Regions from separate parts of the Rattus norvegicus genome. Here region 1 is linked to region 2. The links are chromatin contacts, called in public Hi-C maps. All regions are on one chromosome and are shown on one strand. Each heading gives the region's core, a stretch centred on a gene start, on an enhancer-like site or on the middle of the called end of the contact. The rest is flanking DNA. Distances are from core to core; before and after follow the strand shown. Region 1 has its middle 15 kb from the start of Akr1c15. Region 2 holds the start of Akr1c19 (aldo-keto reductase family 1, member C19).

The links. A called contact is a pair of places that touch in the nucleus more often than the background predicts.
Region 1: a contact with region 2 is called in a Hi-C map of psoas muscle, with 2.7 times the contacts expected there. The contact joins the enhancer-like site here to the promoter of Akr1c19 in region 2. A contact is called at or near these places in 2 of 12 Hi-C or Micro-C datasets (liver and psoas muscle).

The regions. Positions count from the first base shown.
Region 1 is chr17:71,129,371-71,136,477 of GRCr8, reverse strand. No RefSeq gene overlaps it. Among named protein-coding and RNA genes, the nearest start is that of Akr1c15, 15 kb to the right of the region's middle. Within about 2 kb of position 4,422, at least 10 of the 93 cell types and tissues checked have an H3K27ac peak or open chromatin away from gene starts, as enhancers often do.
Region 2 is chr17:70,909,916-70,917,466 of GRCr8, reverse strand. It overlaps Akr1c19 (aldo-keto reductase family 1, member C19), which reads right to left and starts at 3,551. Exons shown (of 10, transcript NM_001100576.1): 1 at 3,440-3,551. All of the region lies in intron 2 of LOC134482872 (a long non-coding RNA gene), which reads left to right.

The DNA of each region.
Region 1 (7,107 bases), core at 3,173-5,672, 220 kb before region 2:
ACATATTTAGATAGTATTTACCTCATACTTCCTTCTGCAATGCTTCCCATGACCCCTGCCCTATTTTTTTCTGAACTTCGTGACTTCTCCCTTCTACTGTAGGTTTCAGGGTCTGAACTCAGATGTCACTCTGGGTGGCAAGCTCCTTTATTTGCTGACCCATCTCCCTGGGCCAGTTCCCTGGTTCTTTATTAAGACCACTTTATTAGTGATGAGGATGAACCAGAAGTCAGTATTGTGGTCACCACTGCTTTGTGAAAGGCAAACGTCTCCTTATCTTTTGTTGAGTCAGACACGGTTTAAGGCAGCAGTTTGAGCTTGGGTCATAGCTGGGTTGGTAGAGTGTTTACCCAGCGTGGATGAAACATGGGGCTCAGTCTCGTGGTGTAAGCCTGGCATCCTAGCACTTGAGAGGCAAAGGGAGAAGGATCAGGATTCAAGGGCATCATTTGCTACAGAGTGATGTTGAGGTCAGCCTGGTCTGTATGAGAGTCTGTCTCAAAGTTAATCAGTTAAACCATCTTCAGCAAACCCCACAAAACAAAACAGTGATGTTATCCATCTGTGCAAGGCTTAAACGAGAGATGGCTTTTGTTGAGCTTCTTGCGAAGCGGATACCCCTCTTCTATCTTGGATGACTGCTCCTAGAAGACAAGCACCACACAGTGCTTTGCATTTTTAGGAAGCCTCAGAGTAAGAAGCTCAATAAAACTGTTTTGCCCACAGCCTGCCGTGCTGATTTAATGATTGACAAGGAGCTTCGAGATGGAAGACATTCTAATTATAGCCATAGTCACAGACTGTGCACCTTGGACTAAACACTCTGCTTTGAAAACTTTAGTTTGACTTTCTGTGACATAGGCTGGTGGGCTATGACACAGGAAGGGCTGTGACATGGGAAGGGCTCCTCAGTGGTCAATTCCTTAAGGACCAACTGTGTGGTGCTGTAATATTGAATCTGACCACAAGATGGCACTATTAGCTAAGATTTACTGAGAGCCATTTAAAAAAGAAGGCACTTGCTTTAAACTCCTTGGTTAGAGCATTCTTTTGTATTGAAACACACAGTTCAATTTCTAGAACCAATAAAAGGTGGTAAAACAGGAGATGCCATAGAATTGTTTGTTTTTTGACTTCTACAACACACACACACACACACACACACACACACACACACAGTAAATTAGGAGAAAAGATTTGTAAGTCAGGCAGTGGGAAACTTCTGTGAATATAAGACAGAAAAACTGTACAAGTGTGCACTCCCACCAGCAAGTATATCCATGGAAGTGATCCCTTTAATGATCAGCACACAGGAGAAAAGGAGAAGACAGTTTCACTCTGTTGCCAACATTTACCAGTGCTGCTTTGCCACTTTGCCAATGGCAGAGGAAGTAAAAGTATCTGAATTTGCTTTAAATTGTATAGACATTATATAGAAGACAATCATTGCTATGTTATTCAACCCATCCCTCACCAGAAAAGTCAAAGGAGGAAAACATGGAATCAAATAGGCAAATTTGTTGTGATCACAGCTAGAAGCTTGTGAACTGTAAGTTGAGCACATTTGAGGCTGTAAGATTTCTGTTTTGAAGATTGAGACCACCCACTATGGACATACAGGACATTCTCTTTGCCGGAGCTGATGAGGCGTTAGACAAACATGTTACCTGGGCACGTGGTTCAAACCAGGCACACCGGCATCTCTCAGTCTAAAGTAAACTTTAATTTGTCATCACTGGATGTGTGTGTGTGTGTGTGTGTGTGTGTGTGTGTGTGGTGTATTTGTATGACTATGTGTATCTGTTTACATACGTATGCATGCACTTCTTTCTTTAAAAAGATTTTTGATTTTTAATAAATGTTGGAGAGGGAGAGAAGAGGAAATAAAGCGAGAGAGAGAGAGAGAGAGAGAGAGAGAGAGAGAGAGAGAGAGAGAGAGAGAGATATCCAGGGAGTTCAGAAAAAGGCACTGAGATCTCTAGAGCTCAAGTCATCAGCAATTGTTAGCCATTGGATGGGAATCAAACTCAGATCTGCCAGAGCACTACATGCTCTTACCCCCAAGCATCCTGGCAAGTTTCTAAAGGAGACAAACAGCCCAGTCCAGCACACATGTGCAGAAGGCTCCTGGAACTGTCATGGTGTTTGAGACCATGGGGAAAGGCTGCAGCCTCGAGCTACATTATAATTAAACGTATTGATACTCCTAGCTGGATATGAGTCTCTGAGACAAATTAGACACTGCCACATGAAGATGGGGCAGAGAATAACTTTAAAGGGTGAAACCCCAAGAAGACCGTTGAGTATCTGTACAAGCAAGCCAGGAACTATTATTCTGTTTTGCTAACACTAGGTAGTTAAGGTGACCTCACAATTGTCCTTGAATGTGTGCATAAGCAGGTTACAGAAGACAAAACAGTGGCTAGTCAACCATAACAAAGAAGATGGTCACTTCTGAGTAGGGTCACGGAGTCAGAGTTAATAAGAACTTATTAGGGAACTTCAGAGACAAACTGCTAGTAGGTACCAAGATGGACCTGAAAGATAAGACTATTTTTCTGGGGCCAGGAAGTAGCTTGGTTAGGCACACTTCCTGCTCTTTCAGATAATCCAGGTTCAATATCTCACACCCATGTGGTTGCTCACAACCATCTGAAACTCCAGTTCTAGGTGTTCCGAGGACCTCTTCTGGCCTTTCCGTCACCAGGCATAAAAGTGACCCATAGTTTGCATGTGCAGGCAAAACATTGGTGCACATTTAAAAGGGGAGTATTTTCTACATCTGTGTAAGCGGTAGTGTGCCCCTCCATGACCCACTGATAACAGTGCAGTTCAGGAAGACAGCTCCTGGGTACAGGCCTGTGATTAAACCCACAACTGTCTCCCTGCGTTTGGAACCCTCTGTTCTAGCAGTTCATTTATAGTTTTCTCTTAACCCCAGTTACCCTGTAAATCCTCCCTCAGTTCTTCCTGACAGATTTAAATATCTCGTTCCCTGTTCTCTTGTAGTCAGGCTTAGATGAAAACCTTAGTGTGTATCTATTGATGTACGTGTGTCTGTACACACATATTTGCACGTGCATACACATTTGTGGGCATACACATGGACACGTGCATCTAGTCCTCAGAACAGTTGCTAGAGTGTGATGAGTGTTGTTGGTTGGTGGAGAATAATGTTATTTGGGGTTTCTGGAAAGCAAGCGATCTAGAATGAAAGTGATTGTACATTCATACAGAGTTAGGTAGGACAGTGGGACGGCTTTCAGGATCACCCTAGTGACAGAGAGGACGGACCCATGCCAGAATGAGATGGTCTGTTCTGCTTTTCTGCTTCTACAGACACTTTGTTTTTGGACTTTTGAGAATTTAATGAAAATGATGGCACAACATATTGAAACGTATGGGACACAATGAAAGCAGTGCTAAGAGGAAGACTCACAGCTCAAATTCCTTGCAGTCACTGTCCCTACCCACCACAGCCCGACCAAATCAAAACTCCAGAAGCTCATAACGTAGCAATCAGATTTATCTCAATAATTCACCTCAGCAGACTTACATTCCACAAAGCGTCCACACAATAAACACAGAGTCAACTGATATAAACCGCCCACCTAGACAAGATAAATTGACCTACGAAAACCCAGACCTTAAGAAATATTCATAACTACCTGTGGCCATTTAGGGCCACACAGATCTGAGTCGTCCTTCTCTGCCCCCATCTTGGTTCTTCTCCTCTTCTCCTCTCTCTCTAGGGGCACCTTTTTTTCTTTCTTTCTTTTTTTTTAATGTGGGAAAATGCACTGCCTTGAGAATTTGGAAGTTCAGAGAGGTAGTTCTAGCTGTTTTTCTAGCTGTTTTACCATTTACTCTGTTGAGAAACTCATTTCAGCATCCTGGCCCAGTAGCAATTGTGATAAGCAATACCAACAATGCAGCATTTATGGAGCTCAGGATGACTGACACACATAAAGGATGCTGGACATGATTCTATTTTTTCCCCCTTCTTATAATGACTGTAGTGCGGTAGATTTCATTACTATGGCATTATGATCCTAACGAATGACTTATACTGTGGAGTTTAATGGTACTTTATTTAGGCTTTTCATCTGTAAACCGTGGGTTTCAGAATGGATGACCTTCTCTGACTTGTTTTCAACAGTTTATAACAAGATCCATCTGGACTTTCTATAATCCTTTTGTCTCACCCTGCAGGACAATAGAGGGAAATTATGAGGTTTATCTTGGGCATCCTGTTAGTTGAATGTTTGCAATTGGCTGATTCATGATCTTCAAAACGATCTAGACCTAATTTGCCAGAACCTGTGATAGTAGCTTATGGATTTTAAAGATGTGTTCTAACCCAAGCATCTCGAGATAGGAGAGAACACTATGACTTATCCAGATGACCTCAAGAGTAAACCACGGCGCCCTTCTAAGCAGGCTGCAGATTCTACATAAGAAAAACAGCCAAAGACACAGGCAGGGATTTGAGGGTTTCAGTTGCAATCCAAAGAAAGCATGGGACTACCAGGAATGAGAAGAAATGAAGCAATTTCCTCTCCCCAAATCCCAGAGGGAGGACAGCCCTGCTGATACCCATGCTAGAATGTCAAATTTCTGGCAAAAACATTTCTATAAGCCAGCAATCACGTGATAAACTGTGACAGCACCAAAGGGAACCTAACACAGTGCCCCGGATGCCTCATGGCAGTTCTTCAATGGTCCTGACTGAGTTATGTAATCAAAGCACAGAAGAAAGCTATAGAGGACAGACGTAGATGGGAGCTGACCATGTTGTAAAACGTTCTTTCTCTGATCATGTCTGAAGGAAACAGGGACCACAGAGAGGAGGGCTAAAGTTGTTGTCAAGTGTCAACTTCAGAATGGTAGCATTGGGATGTGAGTCCAGAAGCCAGAGGGTCAGGACCTAAATGTACCTCTGCTACTTTCTGGCTACCAATCCTTAGGAAGGTGTATGCTGAGTTATAAGTCTAATCTCCTCACCCCGGCCCCCCCCAACCCCCGAACCCAGGGCTGACAATGATGATTGAATGCTTTCCCTAGGGATCTCTGAGATCATGGGTGTGGAATGTTTTGCAAGCTGAGAGATATAGGAGCATATTTGTGTGTGTGTGTGTGTGTGTGTGTGTGTGTGTGTGTGTGCTTCCTCTGTCCTGACTTATTAAACAACAACAACAACAACAACAACAACAACGGTACACCAGAAAAAAATGTTTCTAATATACCCACATTCTCAGCTTACTTCCCTACTTCTTTGACCATCTGGTGGAGTGTTGGTCACGTGCTGCTGTAAAAGAACACTACTGTTGAGTTCTTTATAGCCAGCAGAAATAGGTGTTTCATAGTTCAGAGGCTAACGAGTTTGAGATCAAGGTGCTGACAGGGTTAGTGTCTAGGGAGGGCCTGGTCTCTCCTTCCAAGATTGTGTCTGAACACTGCGTCCTTTTGAGGCTGGTAACACTGTTTTTCACCTGGGGGAAGGTCAGACTGGAGACCCCAGTGCTGCTGGATCGTCATGTAGCAACACAGATCCATACACATGAGCAGAGCTCTCATGTTGTAAACCCCTCCTAAGAGGTTCTCCTCCCCGGCCCAGCTGCACTGCAGATTCAGTTTCTAATATACCATATTTGGGCACATTTTCAAACTATAGCAGGGAATATTTTTTCTAGATATCCTATTTTATACTTATATAATATAAGATACAGTGAATATGTGTGTAACAATACGTGATATATGAATGAGTGATAGTGAATCCTAATTGTCAAAATTTTTATTTCAAAATTACAAAATCTCTCTCTCTCTCTCTCTCTCTCTCTCTCTCTCTCTCTCTCTCACACACACACACACACACACACACACACACACACACACACACACATTTTTATCTCTACCTCCCAAGTGCTGAGATTGTAGGTCTATACTACTATATCCTATTTATGTGGTGTTAGAAATGAAAAGCCAGGGTATGTATGAAGCAGACTGCATCCAAGCAAGCCTGGAAATGTGTTTAACTGGCTACTTTCCCATTCCTTTCAAATCAGAGTATTTATCATTCTGCTTCATTCCTTTCATACTCCCTGCTTTCCCTCCCCCTGGCTAGCAGAAGACAGTGGAGCAGCCAACACACATCACTTCCATTTGCGTGTGGCTAAGGACAGGGGTAATTTCACAGCTTCCTGGAAGTGAGGATTGGAAGTGAGGCTCTGCATCGGGAACTACTTATTTTCCCTCCTGTTTTGGGGGCAGGGTATAGGCTTACTGAGAAGTTGCCTCTGTAAAGTTCCGCTGTCAACTTGATTGAATTGAGAATCACCTAGGAGTCTGTGATGGGTTTTCTATGGAAAGTTAAATCTTGAGATCTTGGACCTAACACTTGGATGACTTTTTTTTTTTTTGATAACTTTTATCATATGGTGCTACTAGTGGGAGGAGATGAGCGGTCGGAGGTGGAGCCTCCCCTGGGTACGTGTCTTTTTGTGCATTTTAAAGACCCTGGAAGAATGTGTTTTCATTTGCCCTGTTCTTATAGGGTGATGAAGGCGGGGTGGGACGGGTTATTCCAGCAAGGGAGTCTCTCTGCTGCTTCTAAATTTTTATTTAGTTAGGGTGGGTTAGGTAGGTGCTTGGTATTGTACCACTGTGAAATATTCCCACAATTGTGAATAACCCACAATCTGAGGTTATTGGTTTTTTTCTTTTTCTTTTCTTTTTTGAGAATTGCAGAACTATGTGAACTCAGTCCCTTCTTTGGTGAAACCTCTTTGAAAGTTTCTTGGGCTTAGTCAATGCATTTAGGTCTTCCAGAAAATAACGACTGTTCTCCAGCACTCAGTGGGTTCACTGACAGCAATGGGAGGATCCCAGCCATTCCAAGAGAGAACTCCAGGAGAATTAGAGCTCACGGTCCACTGGCTATTTCCAACATTCCTTAGGAATGCTTAGAGTGGCTACAGAAGAATATTGCTGTAAGGGCGAAGCCTGTGTTGCTCTTGAAGTATACCTACCAAGGCAAGATAGAAACAAAGGTGTGGGCCAGAGAAGGAAAAGGAGGCCCTTACCCAGGAGTTCGGTTGAAACTTCTCA
Region 2 (7,551 bases), core at 2,302-4,801:
AACAAGGATCAAAGACACAAGACAAAAATCAAACATGAGAAAGATCGTGCGAGCCGGTTAGTATACGTAACACGTAATTTATTTTTTAACTTAAAAAAGACTTGTTTCATTTAATCCAGTGTAGGCTATGATGTGTCTGATGTGGTCCAGGAGAGGCGTACAGTTGAATGCCAGAAGAGGGTATCGGATCCAGCATACATGGTTTTAAGCCACCATGCGGTTGCTGGGAGTTGAACTAGGGACTCTGGAAGAGCAGACGGTATTAAATCCTGAGCCGTCTCTCCAGCACAAAGATTTGCCTTGAATCTTTGAAGGTGCATTGATGCTTTTTTGCATGCATGCGTGTTTCTGTGAGAATGCCATATCCTCTGGAACTGGAGTTACCGACAGTTGTGAGCTCCCATGTGGGTGCTGAGAATTGAACCCAGGTCCTCTGGAATAGCAGCCAGTTCAATAATACCTTTTGAATAACTATTTAAAAAGTAATCTGTTGAATTCTGGAACAAACCAATTTGATTGCCCATCAAAAGAGGGGCAGGGACTGAATATGGACAACAACATAAGAAATGAGAGGCTATCCAGGGCCATCCCTGTGTAAATAATGTTAGAAGAACATCTGAAAATATTTTATGGGAATCAAGAAAGGATTTATCTGGTGAGGCCAGAGGTTAGAGTGGGTGGAGGAGATGAAGCTGTCAAGTTACCTACTTCCCATGTGACTCTAGGAATCACCTGGTTCTGTTTTTCATATTGATTATTGGTTTCATACGATTCTGAGTGTTACTGAATCTTATATTCCAGATGGGTGTGGCCATTATAAGAGCTCCCAAAGACCTTGAACAATGAATTATCACACAAGAGAACACATTAACACACACAGAGAGATTGAGAGAGAGAGAGAGAGAGAGAGAGAGAGAGAGAGAGAGAGAGAGAGAGAGAGAACAAAACCTACTTGTCTGCTAATCTTTTAATTGCAGATTGGGACACGAAATGTCTGTCCCAGTGAAGGACTTTGAGAGATGATTGCAAATGGTTACTTTTGCATGGAGGGTCAAGCAAGGACAGAGAAACTACTGGTGCCTGCTGGACAGACTTGCTGATGAGTGATAGCAGGCTGTACCCAGGACCCTTGTGCTACCACCAACATGCAAAGCATTTCCCAGACATTAAAATGGGTATCAATGAGCAACAGAAACCAGTTCTTTCTCAGCTCAGAGTGATCACTGCTCTCATTCATAAATAAGACTTTCAGAGGGTACACTTAATATTGAAGGGCTACCACCCTTTCAAATTTCAAATAGTTTAATGACCTCCATGTTGCAATAAGACCAGATTGTACTGAATTTCATTCCCCACAGAACTTTTTAATTAATATCATTTGTAAGTGCTAAAAAAAGAAGAGACTAGCTCACATGAATAAAAACTTCATATTGTGATCCAATCTGCAGCTTTTGCAGAAGTTGGAATTTCCTTTAAGGATACAAATTAGAACAAAGAAAACCTTTTTCTTTCTTTTTCCCTTGCAAAGAAGATCAAGCAGGATGATGGTAATGTATTTAACATAAGAGACTTAAACATAAGCCTTTATTTTTATAAGTTGCTATTTTTTTCAATGCCTGAAAAACATGTCAATAATTGTAGTATGGTATTTATTTTGGCTTCCATTTAAAGACAAGTCTTTTACCCCCAGTTCATAGTAGAGTCAGGCTTTATTGCAAAAGGAAACAGGTTGCCTTGCCCCAGTTCTTCAGGGTGGAGCCTAGGGGGTATCCAATGGGATAGGATAGGCCTGATTCCCCGTCTTACAAATAGAGGAAAAATGAATCAGAAAGGTAGAGGCACCACCTCAAGTGAAGTGACCCTGTCCACTCAGCAATCCTCCAACTGTGGTTGGGGTCACATATTTGCTATGCCTGCTCTAGCCTCCAGGGGGCAGTTCTGGATCTCTTTAGGTGTCACCAGGGAACTTCCTCTTGAGACTGAACAGTGACCACTCTCTTGATCCTCAACTCTCTCCCATCATGCTTGGCCTATCCTTCCTATCATCGACCAGCCCATTCAAACATAAGCTCGATGATCCGAGTTTCTCCTTCAAAATAATGGTCTCCCTTTACAAGTGATTAGACCTAGTGTTTTAGCTTGCCAGTTTCCTCACAACTTAGCTGGTACCCTGTCATCAAACAATGGGGTCCCTACTTTGTTTAGGGGTGAGGATTTAATAGACTTTTTATAGAATACACATGAGCTGGGAGCATGGCTCAGTGGCATAGTCTGTGGCTAGTGTGTACAGGGCTCTGGGCTCAATTCCCATTATTTGAACTCCTGAGGTAGCTTGGTTGGTAAAGACAACTTCTGTGGAAAACTGGAAACCTGAGATTGATCCCCCAGAGCTCACATAAAGATGGAAACACAAAACCAACCTCCAAAACCATTCTTTGACCTCTCCATGCATGCCATGGCATACATGAGGCATAACCACCATGCACGTTCAGACACAAAAGTAATGAACATAATAATAATTAAGAATAATAAAGTAATTTCAAAGAAAACCACAAGTATCTGAGCAGTAGGAGTAAGAATCCCCCTGTAAGGGATGAAGGCAGTTAAGGGTCAACAACCTTCAAGTTTCCTAAGGCTATGCCAGGGTTTCATAAGAAAGGGAGGTTGCTTGGTTAAAAAGACATTGCATTCTGCAGCTCTGAGAACAAAGATCCTCCAGACCTCATCCTTATACTTAAAGACTTGTATCTTTCCCAGGTAGCAGATTGCAGCATCAGAAAAACCAGCTCTGGAGACTTTTGACATGAGAGAGGAAGTAAAAGGGTTTCATTTGGGCAAAGGCTGTAGGAAAAGGAACAAGTTGATGTCCTTGTTTATTCCAAATTATCAGTAAGTATCACATTAAGAACAAACCAAAGGCAGCTGTCCTTAGGTTGTTGTTTCAAAAAAAATGACAGAAAAAAATAAAAAGAAGAGGAGGAGGAAGAAGAGGAAGAGGAAGAAGGAGGAGGAGGAAGAGAAGAGGAAGAGGAAGAAGAAGAAGAGGAAGAGGAAGAAGAAGAAGAAGAAGAAGAAGAAGAAGAAGAAGAAGAAGAAGAAAAAGAAGAAGAAGAAGAAGAAAAAGAAGAAGAAGCAGCAGCAGCAGAAGCAGAAGCAGCAGCCATAGCAGAAGGAGTAGAAAGAGAGAAAGAAACCCACAGACTGGGTGGCAGAGGCAATTAAAAAAGGATTATAAGTAGTGACAGAAGAGGAAGCAGAGAGAGAAAAGCACTAAAGCTAAAGGAGTCTCATATCAGAAAAAGCAACAAGAAGAAGTTATTCAGTACACGTAGGAAACATGAAAGAAGTAAGAAGAGACAAGTAGCAAAGAGAAGCAGAGTCCTTAGGATGGGTGGGCTAGGGAGGGGAGAAAGGTCCCCTTCAGCTAAAGATACTGAACCTGTATTGAGCACCAGATGTCCTGGGGGAGGTCTCCAGCTTTACTCTTGGTTCTTCTGAATTCCAATGTGAATAATGTAGATGGAATGCACAACAGAGAGAGCAGCCAAGAGTTTCATATTAGAAAACAAGGAAGCAAGACTTCTCTTCAGAATAAGAGCAGGCTGAACCCAGCAGCAATGCCTGGAGCCTTGCAGGCAGGGACTTCTATTTCTCCTCTAACACTTTTTCTGCCTCTCTTCCAGGGAGGGCACTTCTAGAAAAGAGGCTTTGTTTAGAAGCCCATTTTTTCCTCTGTATAAAGAGTTGTTGGAAGTTCAAGAATATGTATAGGATTTTAATTACACATAAAATTAAATAAATTCACTGTGCATGCTTCCCTGGGCATGCCTGTTTAGGCTGACCCAACAACTACCAACTATTTTTATTTATGTCCTGTTCATGGGTATAGGCATGGACTTGTCCCTCCTGCCTAAATTTTATGTTTGTTTAAATTTCAAATCTTTTTGCCATGAAGAAGTGGCTATATATTTAGACCAAACACAATTTTCTTACTTTTTCTAGCTGTAATTTCAAGGGAGGAGCATCTTGTTATGTGAACCCAATAATCACAGTCACAGAGATTTTTCTAGGTGCAAAACATCCATTAGCTCTCTTACCATAGAAGCCAAGAAACTTCTGGTCCCTTTAAGAGTGCCTTGTGCAGACAATCAGTCCCTACCAGGGCTTCTGCAGCTGTGCTGGACTCCAGGACTCCAAAGGCCAAAGGCCAAAGGCCAATTGAGACTGCTGCTGCTCTTTTGTTTTGAAAATGAGTTAAAACTAAATTAACAGTTGATTGACCAACCATTTTTCCTTTGGAACATGAAGCACAAAACAAACAATCAAACAATGAAACAAAAACAGAGACATGGACAGATTGGTGCACCAAGGACAGACAATAGACAGAGGGAAGAGAACTAGATGTCCCACCAAAGGGACCCAGATATCTTACCTAAGGGACCAAGAACCAGAACTAAGCATTCCTCCAGTAGGAGCCAGAGAGGAAGCAGGATGTCTCCCAACCTCCTCCTGTCCAGAGGAGAGCTCTGAAACAGCTTACATTCATTTTCCTTCTCTTTCACCAAAGTATCCTTGGATAGGTGGGAAGGAGTGCTCTTCTCAAACTCATTCTCTCTCTCTCTTTCAAGTCTAGAGACTTAACTATCTCTAATTGGGGTACAAAGACTTAAAGCATCTATGAGAATTATCTTGGCTCCTCTAAACACACACACACACACACACACACACACACACACACACACACACACACACACACACCATTTTACCACTACCTTGTCCCTTCTTACAATTACCACTGTCCCAAATCTTTACTTTACTTTGTGCACTTCCTCCTGCAGTGTTCTTCACTGTGTCCTCCTTACTGGAGCTCCAACATTGAGGTGCCATTTGACTAAGCCTGCTCAGTCAATCAACAGGTTCTCCAGGGCAGGAGCAAGAAAAGTGACAATTAGACAACACTGTAGTGTGACCCCAGCCAATTCTGAGGCTCAAGACAGTTGATTTTGTCCAGTCGTGTTTATACCACCTTTAAGTACATGCAAAATAATAAGATCATTTCTGGGTCAAGGAACAAGCAAGGCAATAAACAAAATCCTTTAAACAACTTTCTAGAAGCTAGTCAGGATGACCAAGGCAAAAGGACTGCCACACAGACCTCACTAGAGCATACTCTGAGCTTTGCATTAATGCAAATGTACATGTTCTTAATCTGAGCCTATTTCTTGAGTCCTGGACAAAAGTCAGATTCCCACTTCTTTTGTCTTGGCCTGATGTCAAATCTCTGCCATGTTTCTAAAAGTGGCCCCCCAAAACTCTCCACACTTGATTACACAATACAAGAAACAATGAGCCACAACTATAGGTCTCACAGAAGCTATGATATTCTACAGAGTTACTTTGTCCCTCTGCAGCTATAAGAATATTAAAAACAATGGACTACAAGAAGTTAGAATTCCTCCCAGCAACCTTACACTTGGAGAAGGAGGGGCTAAGATTATAGGATTAGCCAGGTGACAAACCTTGTCCCCAGGAGAAAGATTTATGATATATTTAGAACATCTTTCAGGAGAGTAAGACCATATCTTGAACCACAGTAAATAGTTTTACATGCTCTACACAATGTTAGTAGTTATTTCACCTGGGCCAACAGAGATGGGATGTAAAGATTCTCCCATCTCTGTCTCCTACCCAGCTATAGAGACACTGGGATTAAAGACTCAGGCTACACACAGGCTTTTAACCTGGATTCTAGGAATCTGAATTCAGATCCTTATACTTACACATGTACCACTGTAATGAGAATTATTTTTCTTTTTTTCGGAGCTGGGGACTGAACCCAGGGCCTTGCGCTTGCTAGGCAAGCGCTCTACCACTGAGCTAAATCCCCAACCCCTTGTTTTCTTTTAAAACACAGTTACATTATATGAATATATTTTTTTGTTTTAATCCCAGGTGTGGAATGTAGGTTTTCTTCAGTTTGTCCACAGCCATTAACTATGATTTTCTAGTGCTCTAGGAGGTGCATAATTTTTGCCAGTTGCAAATAGTTGAATTCTAGGGACATTGGAGAAGGAATTAATGTCACAAATTGGAAAGGAGTAATAGGTACTCAGAAGAAGAGGAGGAGGAGGAAGAAAAGGAAAGGTGAGGAGGAAGAGGAGGAAGAGGAGGAAGAGAAAGGAGAAAATGGAAGGAAGAGGAGGAAAAGAATAAAAAGGGGAGGAGAGAAAAGGAGGAGGAGAGGAGGAGAAAGAAGATGGGGAGGAAGAAAAACAAAGTGGAAGAAGAGAAGAGCAAGGAGGAGAAGGAATGAGAAGAGGAAGAAAAGGAAGAAGAGGGAAATGAGGAAAGGAGGAAAAGGTGGGGGAGGAGTAGGAGGAGGAGGAAGAAGAAGAAGGAGGAGGAGGAGGAGAAGGAGAAGGAGAAGGAGAAGAAGGAGAAGAAGGAGAAGAAGGAGAAGAAGGAGAAGAAGAAGAAGAAGAAGAAGAAGAAGAAGAAGAAGAAGAAGAAGAAGAAGAAGAAGAAGAAGAAGAAGAAGAAGAAGAAGAAGAAGAAAGCAGCCACTGCTGATTCTACTACTCCTGCTACTGCTCTGCTGGCTGCTTCTGCTTGCTGTTGCAGTTTGACAAGAAGTTGGGGATATCCTGATGGACAATGATTAGAGTAGGCCCAAAAGACAAAGTCCCTAATCAGCAGAGAGCAGCCTATAGAGGTCAACTCCCCCTTTCATTTCTAACCTTCTTTCTCTCCTATCTACTTTTAAGGAATTGGGAGGGATTAGGGTGGAGAAAAGATCAGAAAGGAGGTAGAGGTATAAGAACACAGTAAAATAATTTAAAGTAAGCCAACAAAACATTTTATCCACAGAGCCATCTCCTCAGCCCACAAAGCCTCTTCCTAATCAGACATGCACTGAAACAGTCAGATATCTTACAGGACATGCTCACAGTAGTACACACAGAGAGGGCATTAAAATGACAATTGAGTGTTTCTGACTTTTTGACTCTCAAGAATCTAAGTTGAAAATTGAAAAGAAAAATAAGCTTTTCAACCTCCCTTACTTGGCAAGTACATTTTTGCTTAGTAATTATTGTGCTTAGTCATGACAGTGTAGTGAGAACATTGCAGTAAAAGAGCAGTAGAGTCATGATTAGATGTAGAATGATTAACTACTGTTGTAAACTGCGTGCCAAACTGAACCTTAGCACCAATTATGACTTTCACCTCTTCTACAGCTATCAGGATCTATCACTGTGGTCAAATCACAGACGACTATGTAATGTTAGAGCTCATAAAAGTAATTCATAGAAGAGTTGGGAAGCATTGCATGGCTGTGAATGTTAGAGCATCTGTATAGGATTTGAAAAGTTGCAATAATGTGAAATAATTGTAAGTGGAGCATATAGATTTTACATCAATGAAGAATGTTTAAATACATGAATAAGGCTTTTAATGAATGTTTTCAAAGAGCGGGGAACATGTTATCATCCACTGTCACATGGTTATATTGTATGTGTGATAAAAACAAGAAGACTTGAAGTTTTAAGCAGT